Regions from separate parts of the Mus musculus genome. Here region 2 is linked to region 1. The links are chromatin contacts, called in public Hi-C maps. All regions are on one chromosome and are shown on one strand. Each heading gives the region's core, a stretch centred on a gene start, on an enhancer-like site or on the middle of the called end of the contact. The rest is flanking DNA. Distances are from core to core; before and after follow the strand shown. Region 1 holds the start of Cul3 (cullin 3). Region 2 overlaps Nyap2 (neuronal tyrosine-phophorylated phosphoinositide 3-kinase adaptor 2).

The links. Hi-C and Micro-C count contacts between places; a contact is called where the count stands out from the background.
Region 2: a contact with region 1 is called in a Hi-C map of the N1E-115 cell line, with 4 times the contacts expected there. The contact joins the enhancer-like site here to the promoter of Cul3 in region 1. A contact is called at or near these places in 2 of 39 promoter capture datasets (cranial neural crest and hippocampal neurons), 1 of 484 Hi-C or Micro-C datasets (the N1E-115 cell line) and 3 of 115 datasets of contacts at active chromatin or transcription factors (differentiating embryonic stem cells, embryonic forebrain and stem cell-derived neural progenitor cells).

What each region holds. Positions count from the first base shown.
Region 1 is chr1:80,338,967-80,342,735 of GRCm38.p6, forward strand. It overlaps Cul3 (cullin 3), which reads right to left and starts at 1,724. Exons shown (of 16, transcript NM_016716.5): 1 at 1,280-1,724. The coding sequence starts at 1,345. Gm39667 (a long non-coding RNA gene) reads left to right here and starts at 1,947. Exons shown (of 2, transcript XR_865570.2): 1 at 1,947-2,184; 2 at 2,262-3,769.
Region 2 is chr1:81,298,732-81,302,500 of GRCm38.p6, forward strand. The region is part of intron 6 of Nyap2 (neuronal tyrosine-phophorylated phosphoinositide 3-kinase adaptor 2); the gene reads left to right. Among named protein-coding and RNA genes, the nearest start is that of Nyap2, 220 kb to the left of the region's middle. Within about 2 kb of position 1,585, at least 19 of the 459 cell types and tissues checked have an H3K27ac peak or open chromatin away from gene starts, as enhancers often do. A contact at or near this core is called in the N1E-115 cell line, where this site is marked.

The DNA.
Region 1 (3,769 bases), core at 474-2,973:
TTTCTAGCATTTCTCACTTTCTGGTGTAATCTCTTATTTACTTAAAAAAATCGTTCATAATGCAATTATTATTAAAGTATCTCGTCCTCCTGATTATACCCTACATGTTAACATAGAGCCCATTTATTTACATAAAGGTGCAAGTTTTTACATGCTGACAATATGTCCCTTGCAAAGTCACAATTCTGCATCGCTTGTACACTTCTTTGGGATGAGGAATTCAGAGGCCCTCAAGTTCTCCAAGGCAAAGTTACTTAACTCAGACAATACTATCGTGGTCTTTCATTCCTCACAGCAAAGGGTACTTCAGGAAAAGCCTGTTCAAAAAGTGATGACAAAGGCCCCCTTCCCCTCCCACACGACAGAATGCTTATGAGTCTTAGAAGGGAAAAACAACCTCCCTCCGTTTTACTTTTACAATTCTGCTCCACTGATGGCTTGTCTATTTGACATTTACCTGTCACTGTAGCGACACGAGCAAGTACGTCCAGTTTGTTACAACAGGACATTTTAATTGCCTGCCACTGGCTATCTGATCGAGGCATGACATCCAAAGTTACATACTACTCCATCTACTAAACACCGCAAGCCTATGACTCAACGTAACGCCAAGAGGAAAAGTTTCTGAAGAGCAAATGTTTGCTGTCGCTAAAAACGTACAAGGTAAAACAAGTCTGAGTGGCAACTATTCTTGGGGACCTCCTTGACTAAGACACGGAAAAGCTGTGCCTGGCCCTCCAAGAAGTGGAGGGGCGATTCTGAACCGGAGTGGGTCAAGCGCTTAGGAAGCTTTGCAGGATCAAGGATGCTATAAATACTATGCTCCTAGTGTTTTGCCAGTGGGCATTTCTAGCATCTCTGTCAGTGAGTGGGGCAGTGGGATGGCAAGACCGCCCCTGACTACGGAGTCGAGCAGAGGTGGACAGTCCTCCCCACCGCCGTAAAAGCCGAGCCGGCTCCTTCTGGAAACCGCACGCTAAAAGTTACACACACGCCCCACGCGACGGGTGCGGCGGCCACAGCGCGCATCCCCTCAGGGCCGCGGCCCCCGAGGCCCGAGCGAAGGAGGCCCCGGGGCGGCCGGGGCGCGGGGAACGGCCCCGGAGGTGGCCGACCCGGCCCCGCGCCGCCCCGTTGCCGGGAAGCCTCGCGCTCCGCCACCGGCGGCGGCCGTGGGGGGAGGGGAGGCCGGCTGCGGCCTGTTGGCGGAGTTCAGCCCCGGCCTCGCGTGCGGCTCCGGGCCGCGGCTCCCGGTCCCGGGCGCCGAGGACCGACTCACCGGAAAGGCCCGGATCCGCATCTTGGTGTCCTTCCGGCTGCCCGTGCCTTTGCTCAGATTCGACATGGTGCTCGGCCCCTCCCCGGCGGCGGCGCTGACGGCGGCGGCGGCTGCGGCTCGCACTCGGAGGCGCCGGTGTCACATTGAAGGCGGGAGGGCAGCCGCGGGGCTCGGCGGGGGGCGGCGGCGCGGCCCCCGGGCTGGGCTGGGCGGCGGGCCGGCCCCTGGGCGGCCGCGGCGGCGGGGGCGGCGGCTCGGGCTCGGGCGGCTCGGGCTCGGCCGGGGGCTGCGCTGGCGCGGCGGCTCCGCGGGCTTCCCCTCGCGCCGGGCTCGGCTCCCTTTATCGCGCTCCTCCGCGATGGCGGCGGCGGCGGCGACGGACAAACATCTCACTGCGCAGGCCGAACGTCCTCCTCCTCCTTCTCCTCCTCCGCCTCAGCGAGACGAGATCCGGCCCAGAGGGTGGAGGGGGGAGGAGGGAGGGAGGAGAGCGGAGAGTGGAGAGATGGGGGAGGGGGCGGGAGGACGGGAGGGGAGGCGGGAGGCCGCGGCGGGCACGTCAGATCTCGCGAGATCGGGGCGGGCGCGCGGTCGGGGGCGGGGTGGGGCGAAGCCCGGGAAGGGAGGGCGCAGGGAGAAGTGGGGTCTGAACGTGGTGGGGAGGGGGGAGAGGGGTGGATTAAGGAATGGGCGTAGTCAGCGCCCTGGGGGGCGGGGCCTGGTGCAGGAGACGTAGGCTGCGTTTTCAAAAGAGGAGCGTCGGAGACCCCAGTAGGCTGAGGTGGCTTCTGATTGGTGGAGCGCGAAGGTGGTGGGTCACGTGGGTAGTGGGCGGGGGAATTTCCGGAAGGGGGAGAGGGGAGTGTTGTGTTGTGGGCTGGCGGGGCTGAGCTTGGCCCTAGTAGGTAGGTAGTCCTGGGAAAGGGCGTGGGGTGCGAGGAGGAAGGTTCTACGTCCTAGAACTGCTCCTGTGTTTTTCTAGGGCACGTGGCCTAGGGATGGGTACTTGAGCCCAGCCAGAAACTTGAAAGCAGGGTTTGTGCTTGAGTTACCTGCAGACTGCGAAACCAGTGTCCTGTTTTTAGCTAGGTGTTGCAGCGCCTCAGAATCAACCCGGCCTTCTTACACTGTACAAGCTCCTGGGTTTGTTCATTAGTTGATACCTTCTGGAGGATCCAGAGCCCACTAATGTTAAAACCCGGTTTTTGTTTGTGCCGAAATAAAACAAATGCCTAATATACTACAATATTGTGTTAAACATACGACCATTTCCAAGAACAGTATAGATCATTAAAACCAAAAGCACTGTGAAATTAAGTTTGCTGTAGGTTTGGAGACATTTTTCTATTTGTTCGGGGACTCTTATCCTATAGTCGAAATGTCCAATTCGACTGCTTTTGGCTTCTAATTCAGTATGAATCCTACATCTACCTTGCATACTTGCTCATTTGCTGTTTCCAACGCCCCTGGGAAATCTGAGATTCTCCCAGTTTTGGATCTTCCCATTTTGAGTGAACTGTTGTTGGGATTAGCACCTACAATTGAAATTGGTGGCCCATGACCTTAATCCCAGCATTTGGGAAGCAGAGGCAGGTGGATTTCTGAGTTCGAGGCCAGCCTGGTCTACAGAGTGAGTTCCAGGACAGCCAGGGCTACACAGAGAAACCCTGTCTTGAACACCCTTCACACACCCCCGCCCTCCAAAAGGGAAAACTTGATAAAGCTTGTTTATTTATGGTTGAATTGACCCTAAATTATTTGTAATGACTAAGCTTAGAGAGTTAAGCTAAAAATAAAATATCAAGAATGGGTTAAGTAAAACAAGGAAGGGCTCTGATGAATATAGTGAGTGATGCATAGTTGTTTATAACTAGTATGCTAATTGATTGCCATTTCCATAATTATCAGGATATAAAACCTTTTTCTATTGGCTGTCCTATCATATGGCTCTATTTCTTATTACAATATACATTTTAAGCCATTGGCTTTAATCTAAGCTCTGCCACTTTATCAGCTTTCCCGAAAGAACTGCATGTTCTCTCTCATGAGAAAAAGCCAATAGTATTTGTAATATGCAGTCAAAGATGCATGTGGGTATGGAGAAAGAAGCAACCCTGGATATAAGAATATCAGGAAGGACTGACTTGACTGCAGGTAATGCACACAGTTATGAAGGAGGATTTAAAAATCTTATTTTTAGTTATAATGCTGTCATGGATCTTGTTTTGGTTTTTTTGTTTTGTTTTGTTTTTTGTTTTGTTGCTTTTGGTGGTGAATAAGTGCGTGAATAGTAAAAGTGTAAAATTGTAATGTGACACTCCACAGCTTCCTTTCTAAATGCCATGTTCCAGGTGTTTCAGAAGTTCATGGAGTCTTATGAAGGTGATGCTTTATTTGCAAGTTTTTTAAAAAATAACAAAAACTATTCTACATTGAAAGGTTTAGCCTTATGAAAATCAGTGCATTGCCCTAATCTTTCTCGTTTTTCCA
Region 2 (3,769 bases), core at 335-2,834, 960 kb after region 1:
AGATATTTACGAACAGCTGTAGATTAATAAGGCAAGCTTATAAATAAATGGCATTTCTCTCTCTTAAGCCAACAATATCAGAAATATTCTCAGAAAAGAGAATGTAAGCGTCTGTGCATGGCAAATGAGATCTTCATTATCACTTGGAGAAAAGAGATAAGAAATAAAGGCATAAGCTAAACTACCATTTATTCCTTTATAGTATACTATGTTGTTTCAATGTTCATTTGGGTGCATGGCTCTGAATGGGAATTTAGGACAAGGAAAACCACTACTATGTAAATATCATTTTGTAACTCAACCAATAGGAACCAAATACCTTAACTTAATTGGTGAAGTTTCGTTATTGTTGCCATGAGGTATTATGGGTGTTAAGCGGGATGATAGGATTTTAGAACAGTTGTTCCACTTTCCGGCTCTTGTGTCTCCCTCTATGATGCTCGACTGAAACAGGATGTTATACAACCAATGACAAGATCTAGGAAACTGTCCAGCACTGATCATCCAAGTGCACACTCATCAATATGGTAAATGTCAGGAGGTTTTAAAACCATAACGAAGCAGAATAACTGCATTTTGTAATGAGAAACATTGTGCGTCTTAGTATTTTTGCCCTACTAAACTATGCACAGTCTTTAATTTCTGGGTGAATGAATATCTGCAAGCACTTGTCTCTCTCAGGTGCATCTCAAGTGCCATTTAGGATTTCTTAATTTAAATTACCAAAGGCCTTTGTATGTAAATGTAGCCATCCTAACTACTTCAAGGATCACAGAATAAGTTGACAGGGCATACTTGCCTCTTAGTCACAGTGACAAAATGACCCTTTCTCTACCGTCTCTCAAATATTGAAAAACTGTTAAAGAGTGTGATATCGAAATTAATCTCTTCCAACACAAAATTAGGAAACTCTCTAGAGCACACTGGTGTGGTTACTTAGCTGGCTCCGTTGTGCATTTAAGGTTATCTAATATGGAAGCAGAGGAATGACCAAACCAGAGCAGGCGGCTCTCCGCCCCAGGCTGACCTCTTACTGAACACCGAGCTTCCCCACAGAAGAGATCCCTGTAAGCCATGCCAGAGATTTGGCCAGTAGCATCTGCCATTCATGTTAGTATGCCTTGAGGTCAGCCCAGCATGCATTCATTACAGAAAAGCCCCAAAAGAGGGACATCAAAACAACCACAAAGATCATTACACAAAGTCAGCTCACGTTGGGGAATTATTTCTCGTGAACTAATTTCCAGCTGAAAAATAAATTGTATTTGCAAAGCCTATTTTCCATAAATAACATTTATTTCCATGAAATTTGTTGAAGATTGTATCTAGCTTTGTGAAATATGGAATAAATTAATGTTAGTAATAAGACTACCGGTGACTAAATTAACCTATAGCTATACATTATAACGATGTTGCATTAGTATAACGCAAGTATGAAAATCCCCAATACTTTCTATGTGCTCTCAATACTTCTGTCTTATTGGTTAAAAAACATGCAAGGCTTGAGTTTTCTGTAAGGCATTCTATTGTATTTAATTAAAGTCAGATTTAAATATGTGAAAGATTACTTTTCAATGCCAGCTGGATGTTGAAATGTTGGAATTATTTGATTTCTATGTTCATGCAGGAATTCTGATTACATTTTATAAACATTGGTGTCACAGGATATTTTAGCATATTATTTAGATTTGTATGGTCATTATGCTTTAAGGACCAGATATTTAGAGGCCACTTTTTAAGTTTAACAGTCTCATAACAAGCATCTCAAGAAATCTGCTACTGAGCAGAAACTACAAACTCATACCTGTCCCCAACACACTTATTATCCATCTCCATCGCTACCAGGAATGAGGCAGATTGATGCAATTTACAACTCCGTCTAAGAAGATTCAAACCCATGGGGTGGCACTTAGGTCAAAGGACTCTGAGGGTGTCTGCTAGCTGCTAGTTCTCTGTACCTGGATGTGTCCTTTATACCCTTATCATCAGAAGTCAAAACTAAGGCAATGGAAAAATTATAAAGTAGCTGAAGAATATTCTTTAGTGTGTGAAAGGCACAGATGTTATGGGAGGATCTGAGGTGAAGTTTTCACAGTGACGATCCCATGCTGTTTATTGTTATCTCTGCTTCTTGCCTGTAGGATGTACAAGGACATGGGTGGAGCCTTTCTGTTCTGTTCTATATCAAACAGGTGCTCTTACTCCCCCATGTGGCAAGAGAGAATGCCAGTGTGAGCTGGCTGACACAAGCTGTCCAGCGTGTCTTGCTTATGGGATGCTAGAAGTTATGAACTGAAACGCTTAAATGCGTCACTCTTCTTTTTTCCAGGGAGCCTGTTTTTTTATCTGTAGAGTATGGGAAGTATTATTTGTTTAATAGTATTGTTGAGAATCAGTGTGATTATAAATATATGATTCATATTATATAAAAATAATATACATTTATATTATATAAGTATATTATATAAATTATATATAATTTCAAATTTAAAATATCAATTATATTATTATAACTGATATAATATTATTGTGTACTAAATATAAATGTATTTTTATATATGAAAAGGATTAGGGATAATATTTATTCTTTCTCTTCTTGCCATACATCATTTTACTCTCTCAAATACTCAAATTTTTCGGATTGCTGGAAAATTTTGAGAGGAGACTTCTGGCCACTGATGTAACAAAGAAGTTGGATGCAGATGGGTGACTTAGTTCACCCCAGTATTCCTATGTAATCCTGTGAGAAATTAAACACTCAGAATTTGCTAGGGTAGTGACTTTTTCTTGTCCTGTATTTATCATGTGTGGTTTGGATAAAATGTAAGTGGAAACTGACTACCAGTGTCATTTCAGCTCCCCTGTCATCTACTGTTATTTATTGTCCTATCTAGATTAAATGACAAATGAATGCAATGGAAATTCTACAGCTATCTAGGATGCTATCAACTTTTGTGGTTAGGAGAAAGAAGATGCTATGGTCAGAATGGTCAGCATATGCTTTAAGATGTATCACTGATTCAAATACATTGTTTTCTTTAAACACCAGCATGCACTCTGTGGAATACACCTTTAACAACAGAAACCAATGGGGCTTCAACAAGCCTGCCCCACACTGCTTGGAGAACTTTAACAAATAAAGTGGATACATGGCTCCCCCTAGCAACCGAAATGTATAGTACAACCAGCTCTTCAAAGGCAGGGTTGCTTTTAAAGTCTTACTTGTAAACACACCTCCTGAGTGAGGAAAATGAGCAACTGTATCCAACGCCCCTTGTGTGCTGCACATTTTTATGGATAGATGAAGGTAACTGCATTGGGCTGTATGACTTCTTCCCTTCATTTAATTATCTCTGTTCAACCTGAGTCTTGAGAGAAAACAAAAAACAAAAAACAAAAAAAGCATTGCCCTTCTTTAATTAAATTAAAGTGCAGGGGTGGGGAGCTTAATTCAATAAATGGAAGAATAACTTCTTGATTTTTTTCCTTCTGTTAATGTCATTGAAATGAGTAGCTTAAGAATGTTTCAAAAAAAAAAAAAAAAGAAAGAAAAAGAAGAAGCTCTCTCTAGCTACTGGGTAAGCTTTCCTTCGACTTAGGTGACCAGTAGAATATGAAGAAATGTTTGTACACAACACTTGCTCACAGTTGTTCTGCACTTTATTCCAGTGCCTCTCTACTTTCCTAATGCTGTAACCCTTTAGTACAGTTCCTCATGTTGTGGTGACCCCAAACCATAAAATTATTCTGCTATTACTTCAATAACTAT